Regions from separate parts of the Zea mays genome. Here all the other regions are linked to region 1. The links are chromatin contacts, called in public Hi-C maps. All regions are on one chromosome and are shown on one strand. The core of a region is the stretch at or near the end of the contact, and the rest is flanking DNA. Distances in the headings are between cores, read along the strand shown. Region 1 holds the start of LOC103632209 (formin-like protein 8). Region 2 holds the start of LOC100284268. Region 3 holds the start of LOC100283482 (somatic embryogenesis related protein).

The links. Hi-C and Micro-C count contacts between places; a contact is called where the count stands out from the background.
Region 2: a contact with region 1 is called in a Hi-C map of tassel, with 3 times the contacts expected there. The contact joins the promoter of LOC100284268 here to the promoter of LOC103632209 in region 1. A contact is called at or near these places in 2 of 25 Hi-C or Micro-C datasets (endosperm and tassel).
Region 3: a contact with region 1 is called in a Hi-C map of endosperm, with 2.6 times the contacts expected there. The contact joins the promoter of LOC100283482 here to the promoter of LOC103632209 in region 1. A contact is called at or near these places in 7 of 25 Hi-C or Micro-C datasets (bundle sheath, ear, endosperm and 2 more).

Annotation. Positions count from the first base shown.
Region 1 is chr1:22,447,613-22,450,505 of Zm-B73-REFERENCE-NAM-5.0, forward strand. It overlaps LOC103632209 (formin-like protein 8), which reads right to left and starts at 1,542. Exons shown (of 4, transcript XM_008654033.4): 1 at 1-1,542. The coding sequence starts at 1,244.
Region 2 is chr1:22,649,877-22,652,984 of Zm-B73-REFERENCE-NAM-5.0, forward strand. LOC100284268 reads right to left here and starts at 1,809. Exons shown (of 2, transcript NM_001370619.1): 1 at 341-1,809; 2 at 1-226. The coding sequence starts at 831.
Region 3 is chr1:22,698,152-22,701,061 of Zm-B73-REFERENCE-NAM-5.0, forward strand. It overlaps LOC100283482 (somatic embryogenesis related protein), which reads left to right and starts at 1,265. Exons shown (of 4, transcript NM_001156382.2): 1 at 1,265-1,514; 2 at 1,661-1,919. The coding sequence starts at 1,414. LOC100381737 (urb2) reads right to left here and starts at 1,618. Exons shown (of 12, transcript XM_008645309.3): 1 at 876-1,618; 2 at 1-391. The coding sequence starts at 1,093.

The DNA.
Region 1 (2,893 bases), core at 292-2,791:
GGCTTCAGGAGGGTATTAGATGGAATCATTGGTGGCGGCGGCGGCGGAGGAGGAGGTTTTGGAGCTGTCATAATAGACTTCGGCGGTGGCGGTGGAGGAGGTGGCGGCGGTGGTGCTTTGGATGGTTGCACCGATCGCGGGGACGGCGAGATTACCTGTTTGATGTCAGGGGTCGAGCCAGCAGAGAAGCGCGTGCGCGGGGGCGTACGACGGGACCGCGCAGGGGGTGGTGTCGGCGCAGCAATAGCCGTGACCGGAGGAAAGCAGTCGCTGGTGAGGCTGGGGAGGCTTCGGCGGGACGCGGTGGTGGTGGTGGGCGGGCTGGACGCGCTGGCCTCACTCCAGGTTTCGCCGCCAACCCCGCCGCCGCCGGAACCCCCGGAGCGCTGGCGCGGCGTGTAGTATGCATCGTCAGAGGAGCCCATTGTGGCCGCGCGGCGCAGCGGCGGGAGCGGCCGGAGCTCTGGGCTCAGGTTGTCGGTGGGCTCGTCGCGGCGCGCGCGCTCGCTGCGCAGCTTGCGGTACGGGGACCCAATGAGATCGGCGGCGGGGGACCCGTGGTGGCGGCCGGGCGTGGTGGGCTCCACCGTGCCGACGTAGAGGAAGTCAGCGGCCGAGGGCGCCGAGTGGTGGCGCGCGGACCCACGGTCGGGGCCGAGCAGCTTCTGCGAGTCCCCTCGGCGGCGCGCGCGGAGCGCGATGAGGAACGCGCACGCGAAGGCCAGCAGCGCGATGGCCGCGGTCGCGGCCGCCCCCGCCGCGACGATGGTCCCCTTGGCAGGGCCGCCGTGGTGGCCGCCATCACCAGACCCTGACGAGGCGCCGGCCGGGACGTTGGAGGCGACGGTGGTTGGCGAGGACGTCGTCGTCGTACCTCCGCCGCCAGCAGGGGCCACCGGTGGCGTGGGAGGGAAGAAGGCGCCAGGAGGTCCGTCCGGCGTCGCCGGGTCAGAGGAGAAGTCCGGCTGCGGCGATGGCGGCGGGGTCCACTCGATTGGGAACAATGGCTGGTGGAGCAGCCTCCTTGCCCCGCCTCCGCCGACATCGCCGGGCGACGACGCGGCGGCCGGCGAGAGACGGCAGCACAGCAGCAGCACGGTGCACGCTGGTAGCAGCATGACGGTAGTGGGAGGCATTGGCGGTGCAGCAGAAGGAGAAGGGGAAAAAAAAAAGTGAACCGAACGGCCGCGGCCTCGGCTTTCTACGGCGATAACATACAATGCTGCCCTCGGCGACAGTAACATACAATGAGGATAGAGGGAGCGAGCGTGGGAAGGGGAGTGGTGGATGCCGCCATTTTTGGTTCCGCCCGCGAGAGTGACATACAATGCTGCCTAGCCCTCGGCGGGGAAGATCAACCGTGCCGCTCACACGTGGCGCGGCAATCGGCTGCTTTCCGTTTGCTGTTTCCGTTCTTTTTTTTTCGTTGTTCTGTTTCTTCCCCTGACTTTCGCCACTTTGGATCTCACTCGCTCGGAAGAAAAGGAGATCCAATCATAAACTAAAGAAATTCCGGTTGTTCATACACGATTACAACCATGAACCGACGAAGGAAAGAAGGTTCATCGACACACTTTTGGTTGAAAAATGGAGATTTTATTTTGTTGCGGTGCCTTTGCAAATTCGGCATGCACTAAAAACAGGCGAAGGAAGGTTGGTGCTTTGTTCGTCGAGGAGGCAAGGAAATATTCCACACCGGGGCAACTAAACACACATGCTGAAAATGGTACCTGATTCTTTGCTTGCGAACAAAAGCTCGATGTGATCGATCTTCTGGGCAGAAAAAGGTCAGTCTAGTAATACCAGAGAGGTACAATGACGAGTGGGCCTGGTCCGGCTCGCTTGTTAGTTAGAATTCATTCCACTGACGTGTGGGGGCTCCGTGACAGTAGAAGGGCACGCCCATCCTGCTCCGGGCGTGCTGCGAGCCTGCGACTAGTACAATGCGACTGGCCGGTCCGCGAGCCGCCGCGACGAACAACTGATACAGCACGGAGAGCCGAGGACGAGGCAGATTTGTCCCGTGGTAGGCACGCAGCTGCTGTTCGACGCCGTCGCTTGCACGCCCATGCCTCAGCTGCTGTAGCTACCGCCGTTACTTTAGCAATGACACATGGCGTGAACCGCAATGATAAAAAAAAAAAAGCTGCGTCGCGCGAAAGCGGTGGTATTATTCGCGCGCGAAAGCAATGGTATTATATGTGTCGTTGATGCTAGTAAGGGTGCTCTCGCATCACATTGTATCATTCCACCTAGTTGGCCAGCAGGGATCTTGGACTGCTTTACTCGCTTTGCTAGTTAGTGATAGCTTGGCTTTAATCCAAAGTGTATTATACGGTGCTGATCTGGCCGGCCTGCTGGAGTGCTCCTCTCGCTCTCCGCTCGGAGATAGAGAGAGAGAGATTTGTTGCAGATGGTACAGGATAAAAATTCCTGTACCATCTTTGGTACGAGGAAGGCGACATAGGTGTCAAATACAGGTCAGGTCATCATTCAGGGAGAGCTCCCGCGAGTGTGAACATCTAACCAAATGTGGACTTTCTATCCTCTTTCATTTTTAGATAACGTAGAAAAATTTCCGGCTTTCCCCTCAAAAGAGGTTAGGGCCAACACAAATTGTTACATCACACTGCTCTATGAAGGGACATACCTCTTCATATAGCCACACATTAGCACACTAAAGGTTTTTGAAACTTAATAAAACCACTGAGATGATTACAAGGCAATCCTATTAGAAAACCTCCAACCAAAATTAACACAAAATTGCATGGCCACCGATTCCCGACGACGACATACATTCTTTATTAAAACTCCATCAGCTTCATCCTTTTGTAGCTAAGCCCAGAATCTAAGCCAGTGTGTACCTCTGAAAAGAACATGCAGATAAGTAAAA
Region 2 (3,108 bases), core at 559-3,058, 200 kb after region 1:
GCGGAGGTCGGTGTTGAACACGGTGCGGCACACGTGGAGGGAGATGTCCGGCCGCATGTTGAACAGGGTGCGGCTGAACTCCTGCACCGCCGCCGGCACGTCCGCGCCCACCGCCAGCGGGGCGTACCCGGTCGCCCACGCCGAGTAGTTGGCCGCCATCGCGTCGAACACCTGCTGGATCTCCGGCAGCTCGAACCCGCCGTGGTAGTCGTGGTCGTTCAGGAACCTGTGCCCGGAATTTTAAAACAAACTCAAATTGCTTCCAGAGGTTGGGTTGATCGAATCGGGATGGATGGATGGATTCGGTCGGCATCATATTCATACGCATACGGCGGCATACCTGGGCGACGCGCCGATGAGTACGAGCTTGGCGAAGAGCTCGGGGCGGCGGATGGAGGCGAGGATGCCGATCATGGCGGAGACGGAGTGGCCGACGAAGGCGCAGCGCGCGATGCGGAGCGCGTCGAGGATGGCGAGGAGGTCGTCGACGTACGAGTCGAGCGTGTCGTAGCGGCGGAAGTCGAAGTGCTCCGGGTTGACGCTGCCGGCGCAGACGAGGTCGTAGAGCACCACGCGGTGGTCGCGGGTGAGGTAGGGGAGCACGCGGCTCCACGCCGACTGGTCCGTGCCGAACCCGTGGGACAGCACCACCACGCGGTCGCCGCTGCCCACGACCCGCACGTTGAGGATCTGCAGCAGCTTGGCGCCGCTCGGTGCGCCGCCGCTGCCCGCCGCCGCGCCGCCCCCGACCATCGCCGCGGCGTCGGAGCTGGACGCCGGCGCCGCGGAGCTGCCGCTGGTGGGGCTGGGTGGGTGCGTGGACCGAAGCATGGATGGGAGGAGAGGAGAGGACTACTGGGGAAGCAGAGCCGTCCGGGTCGCGCTTATATAGCAGCAGCTGGAGCAGAGGCCATGGGGGGATTGTGTGTGCAGTGCAGGGGTGGGGGTGGGTTGGCCTGCTTCTCTTCGCTCTCCGGCTCTCCCTCTCTCAGAAGCAAAGCTTTGCCTCCTTCCTTTTGATCTCCCTCCGGCTCTCCCTCCGTGCGCTGCGTGCCCCCCCTGCTTTATTCCTCCATCTCTCTCTCTCCTACTCCTGGTCCTGGGTAAGGTTTGGTGCTGCAGATTGGATGACGATGAGTTCTCGGTTGTGCCAGCGAGGAACACAAGCCTTCGTTTAGATGCCCAATTATCCAGACCACCACAGCAGCAGCAAACAGTAGTAAAAGGGAGACGCAACAATAATTTTGTGATTTTTCCCCTTAGCAAGAGCTGGTTTTGTACGTTGCCGTGGCTAACTCTGCCATCGCAAACAGCCCAGTGAATCTCCTGTGGGCTGTGGCAGGGCAAGACAACTGGAAGAGGACTCCTCCCTACGCAAGTCGGCAAGTGTAGCGACCAGTCGGCTCGTGCCGATCGAGCTGGGATTCTGTAGTGGATAACACGGGTATGAACCAAACCCAGTAGGGGCTCTCCTCGCTATTGGCAGGGCATCTCCAGCCGGTGGTGAACGCCTTTGTGTTGTTTACTGGCAGCAAGTGGCAAGTTGCTGTGATGGAACGGACTCGAGCCAAAGCCAAAGCCAAGCCACGCACACACAACACACCGGAAAAAGCGGTCGCTTTACCCAATTAGCTGAGCTGATTTTGCCCCACGCACGCCCGGCGGCGGGATGCGTGAATCCCATGGCGCCGCGAGCCCGCGACCCATTGGACGAGAGCTCCCTCCGCCAATCGGAATGGGTCGTCTCCGCTGGGTGTGAGAAAGGTCGCCGACGACGAGGCGCACCCACACCCCAGCAGCGGATAAGAAATGCGGTGGGTCGGGTACCTGCCATAGCACAATCCGTGCCGCATGCTCCTATATGTTCCGCACCAAAATGGCAAAAAGGTTTGGTTTTAGAGACTAATTTTTAGTCCCTCCAATTTATTCCACTTTAGTCACTAAATTGTCAAATATGAAAACTAAAATAGAGTTATAGTTTCCATATTTTGCAATTTATATACTAAAGTGGAATAAAATGGAGGGACTACCTAGTAACCAAACACCACCATGTAACCAAACACCACCATACATAGTAAGAAACTTCGCGAACAATATCGGCACGCTTCTCGAATGAGTTTATTTATAGGCGCTCGCCTACTCCGTGTACTCTACTCGACTACTCGAGCCTGGCCTTGCCTGGCTATATGTGTCGGGCACTTGTAGATTAGCATAGACATAACCATCTGCCAACATATATTCTATTCTTTTACCCCCTTCCGCGGCGCTGTAGGCCGAGACAAAAGCTTCCAACAAGAAGAGTGCATTTTAAGGGATATTGATACCAAAAACGACTCTCTAAACGTAACATACTTTATTATACAGTAGTATAAGTGCAACCTATTAATAAATGTATATACATAATAGAATTAAAAGCACACTTGGTAAGTGTGCATACACACTCCATATCCATATATATGTTGTCTTTTAAAATTATAAAGCCTACATGTTCAAACTGCAAGTGGCGACCTGCATGTTCAAACTGAAACCGTGTATACCTGCATGCTATCAAAGTGGCCCACGGCGTATGCGCTTTTTTAGATTCGAGAATTTTTGATTCGTGCTTCCAGGATTCGTAGAGGTGGTGATGAGGGCCTGATGCGCTTACTGCACGCATCAGGAACCTTTCCATAGGCTCTACTACAAGCTGTAGACTACAGCAAAGACTCTTAGACAATGGAGCTTTGGCATTATTTCGGATGCTATGATTTAACTTCATATGGCTTTAGAGGTAATTCATAGATTTGATATAGCACGGGAGATGAGTACTCTCTCCCTGGGAGAAGAGATTCTAAGGTGCAAACTTAAAAAGAGAATACTCGGCCTTGCGGATATTGAACACGCGCGGAGAAAACAGGCTGTCCGTCTAAATATGATAAAGTTTGGGGACGCCACCACTAGATTTTTCCATCGGAGGATCACATCTAGGCGTCGAAAAAATTTCATACAGTGTCTAGAAGATACAAATGGAAATGGATGGAAACACATGAAGACAAGGCCGCGAAAGTGCAATCCTATTTCAAAAAGTTATTGTGTTGTCCGCTCGCCCCAAAAATAGACTTCAACTAG
Region 3 (2,910 bases), core at 15-2,514, 250 kb after region 1:
ACCAGCGTTGAAGAAAGCTCTTGTATTGGAAGAGAAAAGCAATGACATGCAGTCAAACACTTGTTCAAAGAGCTCAATAGATTCATTGTCAGGACATGATGTGTTGCTATCAACTCTGCCCAAACCATGACTTGCAACTCGACTAAGGGATTTAAGTAAGTTCAGAGATATTGAAATGGATGGTTTCTTTTCAACACACACTCTCAAAATTGCCCAGCATCTACTATCCAATGCTGGATCAAAAATATGTAGAATCTTTTTACTATTCTCAGGAAAATTTAAGATAGACTGCAACCAGTTTCCAATAAATGACACCAGCCGCAATAGCTGAATGCTGCAGCTTGAGTTATTTGGCAGTGTGGTTAGAAATTCGACCGCTAGCTCAATCTTTCTGCACAAATAAACATGCCGTTGTGAAGATGTAGATTACAAGTGAGAAGATTAGAATAAGGTTGATCTAAACAGGATTCCACAAAATACTCCAGCTTCAGTGCTTCTGTATGAATCAGAAAAATTACATAAGGTACTAATCATGAACATAATATGTCAAATTTGTCCATCTTACTGCTTCTATCATCCTAGAAAGTAAAAAGAGAAAGTACTATTTGGCATACATCAATGCGATTATTGTGCAAAATCAACAAATATAAAGCCAAGCTAAAAATGCTAACAACAAAATTGTATCTCTTATAAAATCCTATTCACACTGAATTAACAAAATCATCTCGTGCATTGTTTATGGCAGTAAACAAGTAATACGCAATCCTCCATTAAAAGAGGCGACTAAAACGATGGAAGCATAATCACATAAACGGAATTCCTAGCCACAGGGTTACATGAGCTAACGTTCACCGAAACAGAAGCAGAAGGGTGACCTTTCGAGCGACAGCTCCTTGCTCTGGAGGGAGAGGACGAGGTCGAGGTGTTCCCACGCGCCCTTGGCGCCGCCGTCGCCGTCGAAGCGAAGTCTAGCGAACTTGAGATCGCTCGGACCCTCCCCTTGGCAAGGCTGCGATTGGTTCCACCGCCGCTTCCTCGCTGCGCCGGGCCTCGCGGTCGCGGCAGCCGTCTCCATGGCAATGGCGTCTGTCATGAGCGGAAGTGGAGGCTAGGGTTCTGGGTTTGGAGGCACGTGCTGCCTCGCCCGTTTGATTTCTCCGTGCCCGAAGACGCGCCGTGAAACCTTCTTCCGCGTCCGACCAATATTAATAAAGCACGAATCTTAAAGATGTGCTAACCAGACTGACCGACCGAGTCACCGTCACGGTCACCGCGGCCCCAGCCCAACCCAGAGCATTCTTGGTCCCGATTTCCTCAGCTCAGGTGCCGGGTTCCCCAGGCACAAGCTACAAACCCTAACCCATCCGGGAGCACCGGAAATTTTGGAGGCTGAAACGGAAAGGGGAGAAGGCGATGACGACGAGGGAGCCGCGCGAGGCGTCCCGGCGCGATGGGCGCGACTCGCACGGGAGGCGCCCCCACTCCTCGTTCAGGTCGCGGAGGGACGATCCCAGGTACCAATCCGCTGCATCCCCCGTCGGATTTCCGATCTGACTGCGTTTTAGTATGGATTAGAATGCTGGTTTTAGCGGGCATCGGTGGTTCTTTCTTGAACCTGCAGTTTCTTACAAGATACAATTTTTCGAATCTCTTTTGGTAGCCCAAGGAGAAGAGATGACAGGAGGCGTGAATCGGACAGGGCGCACCACAGAAGTCGAGATGGAGAATTTTTGGAGGTGGTGGACCATGATCAGAAGCGGAATAGAGATGCTGCGCAGAGCGCTGACCCTCCGAATGCTGAGTCGAAGTCAGCGAGTGATATGAAGAATGGCCCCTCCACCAGGCATGAGAGATCACCTAGGGGAACCAAACGATTTTCTGAGTCGAGTGAGGCATGGCGGCCTCGGTCTTTCTTTCAGGTTCTTATCTTTTCTCAGTGTATTATATCAAAAGGGAATACCACCAATAGCTTCTGCTCTCTATTACAAATTGTTTCATCATAGCTACAAATAGTGTGCTTTGACTATCACGGTTACATACATATGTGCTCACGATGTTACAGAGCTCACTATTTTGGATAGCTAATAGTAATATAGTATTTTATGGAGTTGCTATTTTAGATAGCCGAACAGCAAGTATTCCACATTCGGTAACTTCACCGGTACTGGAAAATGTACCTAACAGATTAGTGTTATTAGGTGGATCCATAGGTCATTATTTGCTTGTGGTCTGGATTGCAAACATCCTGGTTATGACAGCTCTGGTAACTAATGCAATTGTGCCGAGTGTTGTCTAATAACAAATATTGTGTTGATAGTAGAGACATTTAATGTGCCCAAAACATTATAAGTATTCCATGTTTGTGTTATTCTGAATAAATGCTATATATTTATTTTAAGACTCACGGTTAAAGGACTTCTGAGTCGTATGTTAAGAGGCTCTGGAGTGCATATGATTTTTTTAGGATTTGTGTTATCCTATGTAGAATGTAGAAACCGATATTTGAGATAATCAGCTCAAATTAGTACCTATAGGTTCGTTTTCACCCATGTTTAGCTCAAATATTCATTAGCTATCCTCTGTTTGTGATTATGTGTGAACCACTGAACCTGTCGTTGCATTTCTGTTATTTAAGTTCATGAAATGTAGTTTTAGTGTACAGATTAGTTAGATTCATGGATATGGTTTGCCAGCTTTGGTTAACATGAATATACTTGTCTTAATTAATGGTTGCAAGTAACAACTCTAACATTCATATGCATCTTTTGTAGAATCATCTGAAGTGTGGAGGTTGGTCTCTGCATAAAGAATGTTAGGTCATTGTTAAATCATACAAAAATTCTTCCACTTGTCGTACATACATAACACATTCCTCCTGATGTAGTGGGACTTCTTTTATGACACATTGAT